Linked DNA regions of Mus musculus: region 1 is linked to region 2. The links are chromatin contacts, called in public Hi-C maps. All regions are on one chromosome and are shown on one strand. Each heading gives the region's core, a stretch centred on a gene start, on an enhancer-like site or on the middle of the called end of the contact. The rest is flanking DNA. Distances are from core to core; before and after follow the strand shown.

Region 1 (5,885 bases), core at 1,686-4,185, 140 kb before region 2:
ACCTGAAAATGTGCATGTATATGTACCGTGTCAGACTCAAGGACGTAAACCGTGTAAACGTGGGGAAAATAAAGTAGAATGGATCCCAACCCCCACCCTAACCAAAGCAAGCCACAGAGACGCGCCATCTGTATTCAAATGACGGGGGGAAAATGAAGATAAAAGAAAAATTATTATTGAAAGAAGAAAACATCCACACATCACCTATAAATAAGCCGAGGCAGGAGCCGAGGCAGGAATCTATCGGCGTCTCTGTGCGCGGGAAATGGAGTGACGTATTCAGGAAATGACGTATTCAGGGTTGTGAGCGACACCCAGCACTGACCTAGAATTCTGCATCTTTCAAAAGCATCTCCTGAGAACGCAGTAAGGCAGGAAGGCCTCATCAGCAAACAAGAGCTGACGATGTCTCTGCCTGCAGATCTGGCAAACGTTACCTGAAAGTCTTTGGGAGCTGGGGACATCATTCAGCTGTAATGTGCTTGCTTCCCAGTCAGGAAGTCGCAGGTTCAACTCCCCACAGGGCATAAACTGGGCGTGACAGCCCCTGTCTATAATAACTACCAGCACTTGGGAGGTAAAGGCAGGAGGGTCGGAAGCTCAAGGTCACCCTCGGCTACACAGCAAGTTGGAGGCTAGCCTGGGCTACACAAGACCCCATCTCCTGTGCTGGGTCCTCTATTCTATTAGGATATTCTATTAGGATAGAAGAAAAAGAAATTATATAGTTTAGAAATGTATAGATACATAAAGGAAGAGCACGAAGGAGGATTAAGTGAAGGCTTAATTTTATATTTTTATTAAGTGGAAGTTAATTTTATATTTTATAAATATAAATATACATTTATTATATATATATAAATATAATTACATATACATAGATTTTATATTTATAAAAATTTAAAAAATTTCTTGGGTTTGCTCATAACTTTTTTTTTAATTTTACCTTTTCCAAAACTATTTTGCTATTTTTAATTGGTTATAACAGATAGCCATTTATAATCATAACAAGTATGTATTTGATTATGTGTATATCATATATATGCTTACAGCTACAGAATGCTTATGTGTAAGTAAAATGAACTGTGCACACGATTTAAGGACAGAGGGGGGAATTAATATTTCACTGTTATAATGTCATTGTGGTGGTCTGAATATGCTTTGTCAATGGGAAGTGGCACTATTAGAAGGTGTGGCCTTGTTAGAGGAAGTGTGGCCTTGTTAGAGGAAGTGTGTCACTGTGGAGGTGGGTCTTTGAGGTCTCAAATATATGCTTAAGTCTGGCTGGTGTGATCTAGAGTCTCCTCCTGGCTGCCTTCTGATCAAGACGTAGAACTCTCTGCTCCACCAGCACCATGCCTACCTGGATGCTACTGTGCTCCCTGCATTGATGATAATGGACTGAATCTCAGAACCTGTAAGTCAGCCCCAATGAAATGTCCTTATAAGAATTGCCTTGGTCACGGTGTCTCTTCACAGCAACAGATACCCTAACCGAGATAGTCATCAAATATCATGACTTGGTACAGTCTCACTTGAAAATGGACTTATGGCTTGATCCTTGTGTGTTCCAGTGCACACATTTAAAAGGTGTAGGGATGGGGTGTGTGTAAAATGATATGCTAAGAAAAGAAAGAAAATACATGTATATAAAATGCTCAGTTAAAACACAACACCAGGAATGTGCACTGGGAATTCCAGCCCTCGGGGGGATTGCAACAGGTTCTGGCTAGTACCATCTATCTTGCAAGTTCTCTGTGGCTTTGAGCTCTGTTTAAAAATAAAAGGCAACAATGACAATAAAAAAGCATTTTAAATTCACAATAAATGAAGTCAAGTAAAAGCTAAAATAAAATAGGAACAAAGTACGCAGAAACCAATAATGAACTCAGTAAATACTGAGTGACTCGTGTGTCAGTGTTCTGAATATACCTACTAAAATGCTGGCCCGTGGAGGAGAAAAGATCCCATGACCTTGTGAGCAAGTGGGGGTGGGGTGGGTGTGGGGAGGGGGTGTGGGAGAAGTCAGAGTGGAGCAAAGTGGGGTGGACTTGAGCAAAGTCACATTGTATGCACGTACAAGAGTCTTGAACACAAAAGGGCCATGTGTCAGATTTGGTGGAACCTTTGTTATGGGAGGAGCTGGGGGAAGGGAGTGGATATGTTAAAGACACTGTAAGAAATTCTCAGAGAATAAGAAACATCGTTTAAAATTAAAAACAAACACCGCTGCTAACATCCTGATCAACAGTGAAAAACTAGAAGCTTTCCACATGGATCAGGAGCAAGGAAAGGACTTCTTAAATAACACTCCTTCTCAGCATCTTACGGGAGTTTTAGTTAACTCGCTGGGACAGCAAATCAGTCAAAGGCTAAGGTACTGAGAAGGACAAAAGTCCATTCACAGACGACACAGCATCCACATAGAAAAGTCAAGGCATGGGGTATTGTAACTCAGCGAAAGAAACTCGTCTTTACACAGAAGACCGTGGGCTCAATCCCAACACAAACAAACAAACAAACAAAACCAACCAACCAACAAAACGTCAGGCAGGAGGAAGGAGGAGACAGGAAAAAAGGAGGGGAGGAGAAGGAAAAGAGAAAGAAAAGGAGAAGAGAATTCCAGGAGGGACTTTCCTATTTAATTTGAGGAATGTTAATAACCCTAGTATCTCCATTATTGATAATGAGATCCTGTTAGTCAATCAGGCATCTTCTAAATTCAGCGCTTCCTAATCGATACCAGCTAAATGAGCAAGGCAAGTCAATGACTGACGCTGCTGTTTCACGGCAGTCAGAATCTGCTGAGTAACTTATTCTACCTAATAACTGCAGCTCATGGTAACTGAGAACTTGGGAAGTGCCAAGAATAGGGCTAGTATTTGCGGTGGTTTGGATAAGAATGGCTCATATACTTGCATGCTTAGTCACCAGGGAGTGGCACTCTTCCATAGGATTAGAAGGTATGGCTTTGTTGGAGGAAGTGTGGTATTGTGGGTGTGCCTTGGGGTTTCAAAAACCATGCCAGGTTCTGTCTCTCTCTCTCTCTCTCTCTCCCTGCTTCCCTCTGTGTGAGTGTGTGCTTGTGAAACAGAGTGTGACTCTCGGCTACTGCTTCAGCTCCATGTGTGCCACAATGCTTCCTGCCATGATGATAATGAACTAATCTCTCTGAAACTGTAAGCCAGACCCCAATTCAATACTTCCTTTTGTAAGAGTTGCCTTGGTCATGGTGTCTCTTCCCAGCAAAAGAACATTGACTAAGACAGTCTCATCAGTAGTACTAGCAAGTGCAGCTTATCTGTTGAGGAAACAGAGATTACTAGGGGTGAAATAAACAATAGAAAGACACAGGTCCAACACTGGTGGGACAGGATGTAGAGGAATTTTAATCCAGGAACATGGCTGCTCTAATCACATCCAAAGACCTAGGTCTGTGTGATCTATTGGAATTTAATGTCACATGCCTTTCATCCCCCTGGCTGGAATATAGACATGCCTTTACTACACACCATTAAGGTAAGGTTAGTTTATAGAAGGAAGCAGCCATGTTTGAAAGTGATTTCTAATCGAGGGGCAGACAAAGTGATGGATCAGAGAAGGACTTGGCAGAGTCAGAGAAGGGATATGCCCATTTCTCGTGAGAACAGACAGGAAAGAGCTAGCTCAAGAGGGGAGCATGGAAAAGAGGGGGAGAGAGGCAGTTTTTACGGGGACAGTTTTACAGAGACAGGTTCCAGATGAAGACAGAAGGAGCCAGAGAAGGATCCAGAAGATTAGAACAGATTGCCAGAGTTAGTTTGAGGCCAAGCAGAGCAATTTAGTGAGAAGCCAAGAGAAGCCAGATTGAATCAGTCATCTTGGAGGGGAGTTTGAGCCAGAGCAGTTGAGTTGAACCAGCCAGCCAGAGTTCAGAAAGGGCAAGCTTACTCATCAGCCAGCCTCTAAGATGACAATCACACCAGGGATGTACAAGTGACTGTTACAGCAGGGATTTGAGTTCTGGCACGTGATGCCTGGATCCGTTTGTAAGCCTGTCTTCACACAGCTTCAACACAGTAGTAGGAGCCCAGCAACCTCTGCATCACATAGGTAAAGCTTTCTATTCCAGTGACCATCGAATGGTCCTGTGAAAGAGATGCCCGTTCAGCTCCTATAACCTTCTGTTCAAGAATGACTCGCACTTTGCATACTCGGATTACCTAGAAAAATCCAGAACGTTAGAGAAAAGTGATGAACTAATCTGCCTAAGTTGATTTGAAAATGAGGGTAAAGAATGTGATTTTTTTCATGCTTTACATTTATATTTAAATCTGTGGCCAACTTTGAGTCTCTTTCTTTTTTCCTCTACTTCTCTTTCCTCATATTCCTGCCTCCTCTTTTGAGATAAGGTCTCCTTCTATAGCCAAGGCTGGCCAAGACCTCATTATGTTGCCAACATTGGCCTTGAAATCATGGTCATCCCCCTGCCTCAGTCTCCCAAGTTCTAAGATTAGAGTCATTAACTAGCACAGGGGAGTTCTTTATTTTGGAAGAAGACACAATCCCACACAGTTCTTAGAAATACGTATATTGTTTGCAGATGTGTAACCCATCACAGGATGGTCCAGTGGTCAAGGAAGAAGACGACTGTCTAACTAGAGCCATTACTGGAGTTGTTGGGAGAACTCACTGTTGGGATAATATTGTGCACCGTGTAAACACCGTCTTTGTATTATTCAAATGCTGATCTCTCTGTTGGCAGAGGGCCAAGTACAAGCTGACTTTGGTGTCGTTATTAATATGGCTGCATCATATTTTGTAAACCCACCCTCTCTCACCTTCTGACTGGTTTATCAAAAAGCTGACGGCCTGTAACAAAAACAGGAAATAGAAGGTGGGACTTCCTGGAAGAGAGGGGAACTCTGGGAGAGAGTCAGGCCCGGGAGGATTCATCAAGAAGATGGAGAAGAAGCTGCAGGCCTGGAAGGAAGGAGAGGTAGCTAACCAGTTACATGGTGAGACTTAGATTAGCATAAACGGAATAGTTGAGCTCCGAGCCAGCTGGAAACAAACCTAACTTCAGGCCTAGGCATTCATAAATAAATATATGTCTCTGTGTCATTATTTGGAAGCTGGCAGTCCCAAAGCAAGTCCTGTTACAAGTGCTGTTGGAGATAGTGTGTGTGTGTGTGTGTGTGTGTGTGTGTGTGTGTGTGTGTGACTATGTATATCAAACTTCCTGAATTTTTTAGTCTTACCCTCCCAGACCTGCCCAAACCTCCTTTGAGTTGATAAGGACAAATATTGTCCGATGCTGATGTTATTTTGAGTTTTATAGAAAGTCCTGCCTAACAATTTGAACTAGGCTGTGCGTGTTTCCATTTGGTTGCTAGGCTGCATTCTGGGTCACTTCCCAGCAGCCTAGGTGACAGCTCTTCATGGGACACCTGAATAGCTGTAAGGTGATGAACTGTGAGATATCACATGATACACAGCCTTTAAAATAGGCAGTGTGACATAATGCACCCGCTGTGACCCAGGTTGTGGTGGAAAGTATCTGGAAGAGGAAAAATGAGATTCCGATGGCTGAAAGATAGCCAGTTTAGAATCTAGGCAGGGGTAGGGAAGACGAAGGCCAAGGAAGCTTTCTACACTCCCACCCGTCCCCCAGGGACAGTTCTGAAGCCCTACACTGTCCTGTAATGTGCCACAGACAGAAGCAATACAAGAGAAATGGAACTAGGGCTTGCTAAAGACATCAGAGCCCCAGGAAATCTCCTGGCCGAGAAGTTGGACAGATCTCTTGACACTTATTCTTTGTTTCCAGAATCTTCCACGTCTATCTCAAAAGTTTCATTGATCACCTTGCCCTTCTTTTCCAGATAATAGTACAGGCTTTCCCC
Region 2 (5,764 bases), core at 800-3,299:
CTTAGCAGCTTCACATGAATCTCCTTAGGCATGGGGCTGCGGGGGGGGGGGGTGGTGGTGGTGGTGGGGTCCACTATGGAATGCACCTCCTTCCAGAGGATGGATGGCGACATTCATAACTGTGCTTCATGCAATCAGGTTCACACCTTACTAACTAACCACAGAGACTAGAAAAGCAAGTAACCTTTATAGTGTATCCTAAGTGGACAGGCTCATGTTCTATCTATAATGCGTTCAGAAGATCACTGCCCAGGCTCTCTATCCACTTCTATTTCATCTTCTCACAGAACAATCGTCCCTTCTGCATGTACCGCCTTCAGGTCTCCTGTTCTGAGGCGTGAACCGACACAGGCATGCCAATATGGTGGGCACTGGCAGGAAGCCCAGTAGAGTTGGTATTCCGAAAATGCTATGCCCAGGCAGCCTTGTAACATGATGGAGGAGTCATTTCTACTCAGTGGGAGAATCCGAGCTTATTGAGGGTATCAGTCAAGGCTGTTTCAAATCCATGACCTCCACACTGGGCTGGAGACACTGTGTAGGAACAACTGACCTGCCTAAACTGCATGGAAACTTTTAAAGTCATTCTGGGTCAGGGGCTCTGGCTGGTGCTAGGGGCTTCCCTGTCCTGCTTCCCACACACATTTTTATATCTTCATCCGCTTGCATCCGTAGAAAAGGGGGCACGTGGGTAAGGGAAAGAGCCCCAGGGCCTTGTGAGTAATAGGGTTGAGTTGCCTCTTTGGTCCTGACATGGGTAAACGGAGCTGCCCCAGCTGTTTGGATCCGCTTTCCCCTAAAGGTGGCTCTGTGACATGGAATGAACAAGCGTTCCCTTCTAACCCTTTCCACTGCCCGTCCGCTCTCAGCAGGCCTCCTTCCTGGTGCTGTTGCCCTCTTCAGGAGGCCATTAACTCTTTATGTTCCTCTTGTTCCTTCAGTCCTGTGAAGGATTTTTCCTCCGCTCACTCGTGGTGAAAGCAAAGCCCTCGCTGTTCACTCCAACTTTGCTCTAATTTATTCTTGCTTTTCTGTCTTCTTGGTTCGGTCGGCCAAACCTCAGTCTACCACGTAACCTTAGGAAACTGGGTCCATTCTCAGACACCCTGAACATACAGGACGACCCTTGACTCGGTTTTTGCTTTGTTTCTTTTCTTTTTGGTTTGTTGTTGTTGTTGCCATTGTTGTTTCCAGTGCATCATTTTAACAACAAATCAAAAAACAAAAGCTTTGTGTCTTCAGGTACCACAGATCTACATTCAGCTCGCTTCCCAGAGTCAGACACACCCTTGAGCAACACTCGCCACTAGAGAAAACTTATCACAAGCCCACAGGCTTGTGGACAATATCAGACAGACATTCTTCACAGGTCATAAAGTAGGCTGTCGCAGAGACTTGAGGGAAAGGGGTTGAACTCTCTCGATTTCCTCTTCCTGCTTCTCACAGTGAGCTTCATATTTTTTCCCTGTTCCAACTTTTAAATCCTTTCACAAAGTCACTGTTAAGCCAGTTGCAAGACTGGACTGTGTACTTTGCCACTCTACAAATGGAGTTCCCTTTGACCCACACAGATGGCTTTAATTTTCCGGTATGGTATGCAAGGAATGCCTCAGGAGAAACTGCGGGCCGTTAAGCTTGCATTTTTTTTTCTTTTTGGTTTGTCCATACATACTACAAAATGGAGTTCTCGTTTGCTGTCTCTGCTGTAAGCTCCCGTCTCAACACCACTCTGAGCGTTCGGGACTGAGAATCAATTACGGGAAGCTCTTGCTAAACTGAAGGGCTTATACATCGTAAGGCAGATAGAGTAATTCTACCAAGTCCAAAAAGAGTGGCTTCATAAACAGATGCCAGAGATAAGCATGTTTCTGTGTTGGGCTGTCTGAACCCAAAGGCTCTGTCCCCCTGTCCTCAGCGGCCTCTTTATCTACTGACACACCATTTACTTGGGCTCTGCAGCAAGTGGAGCCTCTCTTGAGCGTTTGCATCCTTCTTTCAGCTGCTGAAACGGGGCTGGAATCTGTCGAGAACCCCCAAAGGGAGTGGAAAGATTCCTGCTGTCAGTTTAACTCAGCATTTACTGAGTGCCTGCTCTGTGCAAATGACTGAGGGAGGGCCTCTGAAGAATGCTGAGGTTATTAACTTCTTGCTTGCCTTTTGGGGATCTGTAATCTATTAATGTGTGTGGGAGGAAGGAGGGAACACAAAAAGTATCACATTTTTTTTTCTTTTTCAAAATACCAGTGGAAAAATGTTAAATAAAATGGAAGATTAGGGAAAAGCCAGGTCTCTAGAAATTGCTTTACAGTCTGCGTAAGTCACCTCGGCGTCTTGTCCTTGATGCTTAGCCAGTCTAATGAGAAGAAGACACACTTAGCTATCAGCGAGGACTTCACTGCCTCTAAGTTGCTCGAAGCTGTTACTTTATCGCTTCTGTCCAAAATTATTTTTTTTAACGGAGAATACTAAGATTCGAGAAAGTGAACGCGTGATATGCAACCAAGGAAAATAATATCACCCCTAGACATGAAAAATCGGCATGAAGTTTGCACAGCGTTTGGAATGGACTTAATTCTGCTCAACTGTACAAAGTTAGAAGCAGTTAGGGTGATAAGCGCTATGCAGTGTGTGTTTTCACACGACGAACATGAGAAAAAAAATCAAGAGATTTTTTTTTAAAGTGTGTAGCTTTGTTTGTGTGTGTGTGTGTGTGTGTGTGTGTTGGGTTTAAAATAAAAACAAAACGCTTTAGATTAGAATACTTAAAGCCGTAGCAGAGATCAAAAACAGAAGTTAAAGAAGCGACTATGCCTTTGCACACCCTCTTGCAGATCCGTACTTCGGTGATCACACTGCTGTTTCCAAGGAAACCCTTCAGCTGGCTGAAGCATTTCGGGATCGCTGCAATCATCATCGCACTCAACAACATCCTGGTCATCCTCGTGCCTACCATCAAATACATCTTTGGATTCATAGGTATGTCTCAGAAAAGCTTTTGTTTGGCCAGCTCAGACTTAAGACCGCCTTAAATGGCAAATACGGAGACGGAGCAGTGTAGACAGGGCTCCCAGTCCCCTTTAGGCTAATAAGAACACCGCCAGGCCCTGCTGGGTTCAGGGATTGCGCTGGCAGTGCCCGCTCCCTCCCAACTGATGTTGGGAGTCACCTATAGCCATTTGGTCCTCGGGCCTTTTCAAGAGATGAGGAAACTGAGCCTCAAAAAGCCAAGTCGCACACCTTTTGATGGACACTGGATTTAGGCATGCGCAGTAGTTCTGTCTTCCACTCAGGATTTGGGCATGCGTAGTAGCTCTGTCTTCGACGCCAAATTTGGGCCTGCCCAGTAGTTTTGTCTTCAAGAGACCAGTAAGGACAAATGTTGACTACCACTGGCTCTCTGGAGTCTGTGTCAAATCGGGTATTCAAGATGTTCTTAGAGGACTAGGAGGCTGATAGCATAAAACATCTTATTTCCTTTAACCACAGGGTCTGTTAGTACATTTAATTTCTCAATCCAGGCAGAGGGTTTATTGCATTTTAAGGGCAGAATAACTTTCAAGAGAATCAGGTGTGGGCAAATTGCAAAGTAAGAGTGGACAGGAAGCATGCAAGGTGTTTTCAGCCCTCTGAGTTTGTAGTTATATTGCTAAGTCTTTAGCAACTTGTATTGCTTGGCCTCTCAGTGCTTATTATGGTTATACTTACGATGCTATGATATGAAGCATATTTAAATTTTCTCTATAAAGACACAATTTTAAAAAGAAATAATCAAGATGACCTATGGCTTAAATGTTGCTTTTAATGCTAAGAATACCAAGATAGCATTATTTCTGTTTGTCCTGAAGCCTGGGCCTGCAGAAACCTTCTTTTCTAGGACAACCAGCCTTGGGAGACTATTAACCCACCCTGCATCTCTTTCCTCAGGGGCTTCTTCTGCCACTATGCTGATTTTCATTCTTCCGGCTGCGTTTTATCTCAAGCTCGTCAAGAAAGAACCTCTAAGATCACCCCAGAAGATTGGGGTAAGTAAGACTTGTGATATCTCCTCCTGTAAGTATTTCTTCAGCACTCAAGAGTAAGCCAGAAAACACACACGGTTCAGAAAAACGAAGCAGGAGACAAGACAGAAAAGCTGAGGCGGGGTAGAGAGGGTCTGTGACCATCCGAGGATTCTAGGGTTTCTCTCCTTCAAGTAACAAATATCTAAATATTTTGTTGAGTTCTCCTGTGGTAAATGCTGGCGTGGTAAATTCCCCAACAGTCATGCATGCCATGTATACTCCGATGTCCAGTGCCAGGTTTGATATGATTTGTAACATAATGAGGTACTAGGTTCTTTCGCCGTGTTGGGGTAATGCCAGAATTTTAGTCCCTTGCGAATTGCTTGATTCACAGGGGGCAAAGATGGCCTTCATTTCCCTTCTATCTATTTATTATCTATCTCCCTTATATTCATTTCCCTATAGGCTCTGCTGTTTGGATTACAATGTAAAAATCGGGATCAATCATTTCCCAGTTAATCTTTTCAGATGTAAGATATCATCTTACTGAACAATGGAGTACACATTTTCTTTCTATGATAAATACTTCAGAAACACACACCACAATCGATAGTTTACCATTAATTAAGTATTATCAGTTAAGATCAGTCTTCTTCCAAGGCTTGAGAAGTATACTTCCAAATGCAAGTTTGGTCCTTGAAGTCATTCATTTCTTGGGGTGCCCAGGGACATAAGGGCAGCCGTGTGCTCCACCCTGCCCGGGTGTCTGCAGCAGCGCCCCCAGGGGAAAGTACTCACCTTGGCTGTGACCCATTGTCATTTGGACCAGATATAAAGTGGGCCAAGTTGTCTCCTAGACCCATACTAACGACAACTTCACCTGCCGTTCCTCAGCAGGTAGAATTAGAAGACTGATCTGTGTGGTGTATGTAGGAACACTTCCAGTTAAAACTTCTGAAATATTGATGTGTTCTCAATATTCCTACTTACAAAGATACCCATACTTGGTCCTTTTTTTCAGAAATGACCAACACACACTGGGCCTCCATTTTATCCGTATGGCTTATCAATTGTGTCACACACACTACTCTTCCTACCAGAGGGGTCATGAGTGTTTCCTACATCGTTCAGTCTTTGCCATTTAGTTTTTGGTAATGCCCATATTTTCACGTGCTGTGACTCTCTTCTCCACCCGTATGCCCGCCACGTGTTCACCTTTTCTCTCCTTTCCCAGTGAGGGTCCTACATTGACTTGCCATTTTTTCACTGAGAATATACAGGGCACACCACCACCCCATGACACTGTCCTAAAGCAAGCTGTGCTGCTCCTCGTCTCTGTTCCTCTCTCTAATGTGCTCCCTCTGAATTGCAGGCTTTGGTCTTCCTTGTGACTGGAATTATTTTCATGATGGGAAGCATGGCGCTCATTATACTCGACTGGATCTACAACCCGCCGAATCCCAATCACCACTAATCCCGGGGAGACGCGTCTCCACTGGAAACAGCTGAAATTGTCTGAAGGACATTTTAGTTGTCTTGATTGGGATGTTAGTCTGAGGAATTAGCAAGATTCCAAAGACGTTTTTCTAGCTCTATCATGGGATACTTGTGGAAGAGAAAATTATGGGTTTTGTTGGGAATGGTTTTGTTGGGAATGGTGAAGGATGCATTAAAAATTCTGTGGCACACATTTTAACCCAGGCCGTGCAGTGCAGTGTGTGATGCCCGAGTTGTGTTTGCAGCAGCTGTGCAAGCTGAAGCCT

Evidence for each region. Hi-C and Micro-C count contacts between places; a contact is called where the count stands out from the background.
Region 1: a Hi-C map of embryonic fibroblasts shows a contact between it and region 2, with 12 read pairs. The contact joins two enhancer-like sites. A contact is called at or near these places in 1 of 15 datasets of contacts at CTCF or cohesin (the NIH/3T3 cell line), 11 of 484 Hi-C or Micro-C datasets (the F1.1 cell line, the HL-1 cell line, embryonic fibroblasts and 5 more), 12 of 115 datasets of contacts at active chromatin or transcription factors (cardiomyocytes, craniofacial prominence, embryonic fibroblasts and 6 more) and 1 of 9 other capture datasets (embryonic stem cells).

Annotation. Positions count from the first base shown.
Region 1 is chr15:97,135,566-97,141,450 of GRCm38.p6, reverse strand. No RefSeq gene overlaps it. Among named protein-coding and RNA genes, the nearest start is that of Gm33149, 24 kb to the left of the region's middle. Within about 2 kb of position 2,935, at least 11 of the 459 cell types and tissues checked have an H3K27ac peak or open chromatin away from gene starts, as enhancers often do. A contact at or near this core is called in the HL-1 cell line, the NIH/3T3 cell line and embryonic fibroblasts, where this site is marked.
Region 2 is chr15:96,996,701-97,002,464 of GRCm38.p6, reverse strand. It overlaps Slc38a4 (solute carrier family 38, member 4), which reads left to right. Exons shown (of 16, transcript NM_027052.3): 14 at 2,832-2,976; 15 at 3,925-4,022; 16 at 5,374-5,764. The coding sequence ends at 5,475. Among named protein-coding and RNA genes, the nearest start is that of Gm32840, 45 kb to the left of the region's middle. Within about 2 kb of position 2,049, at least 75 of the 459 cell types and tissues checked have an H3K27ac peak or open chromatin away from gene starts, as enhancers often do. A contact at or near this core is called in the HL-1 cell line, the NIH/3T3 cell line and embryonic fibroblasts, where this site is marked.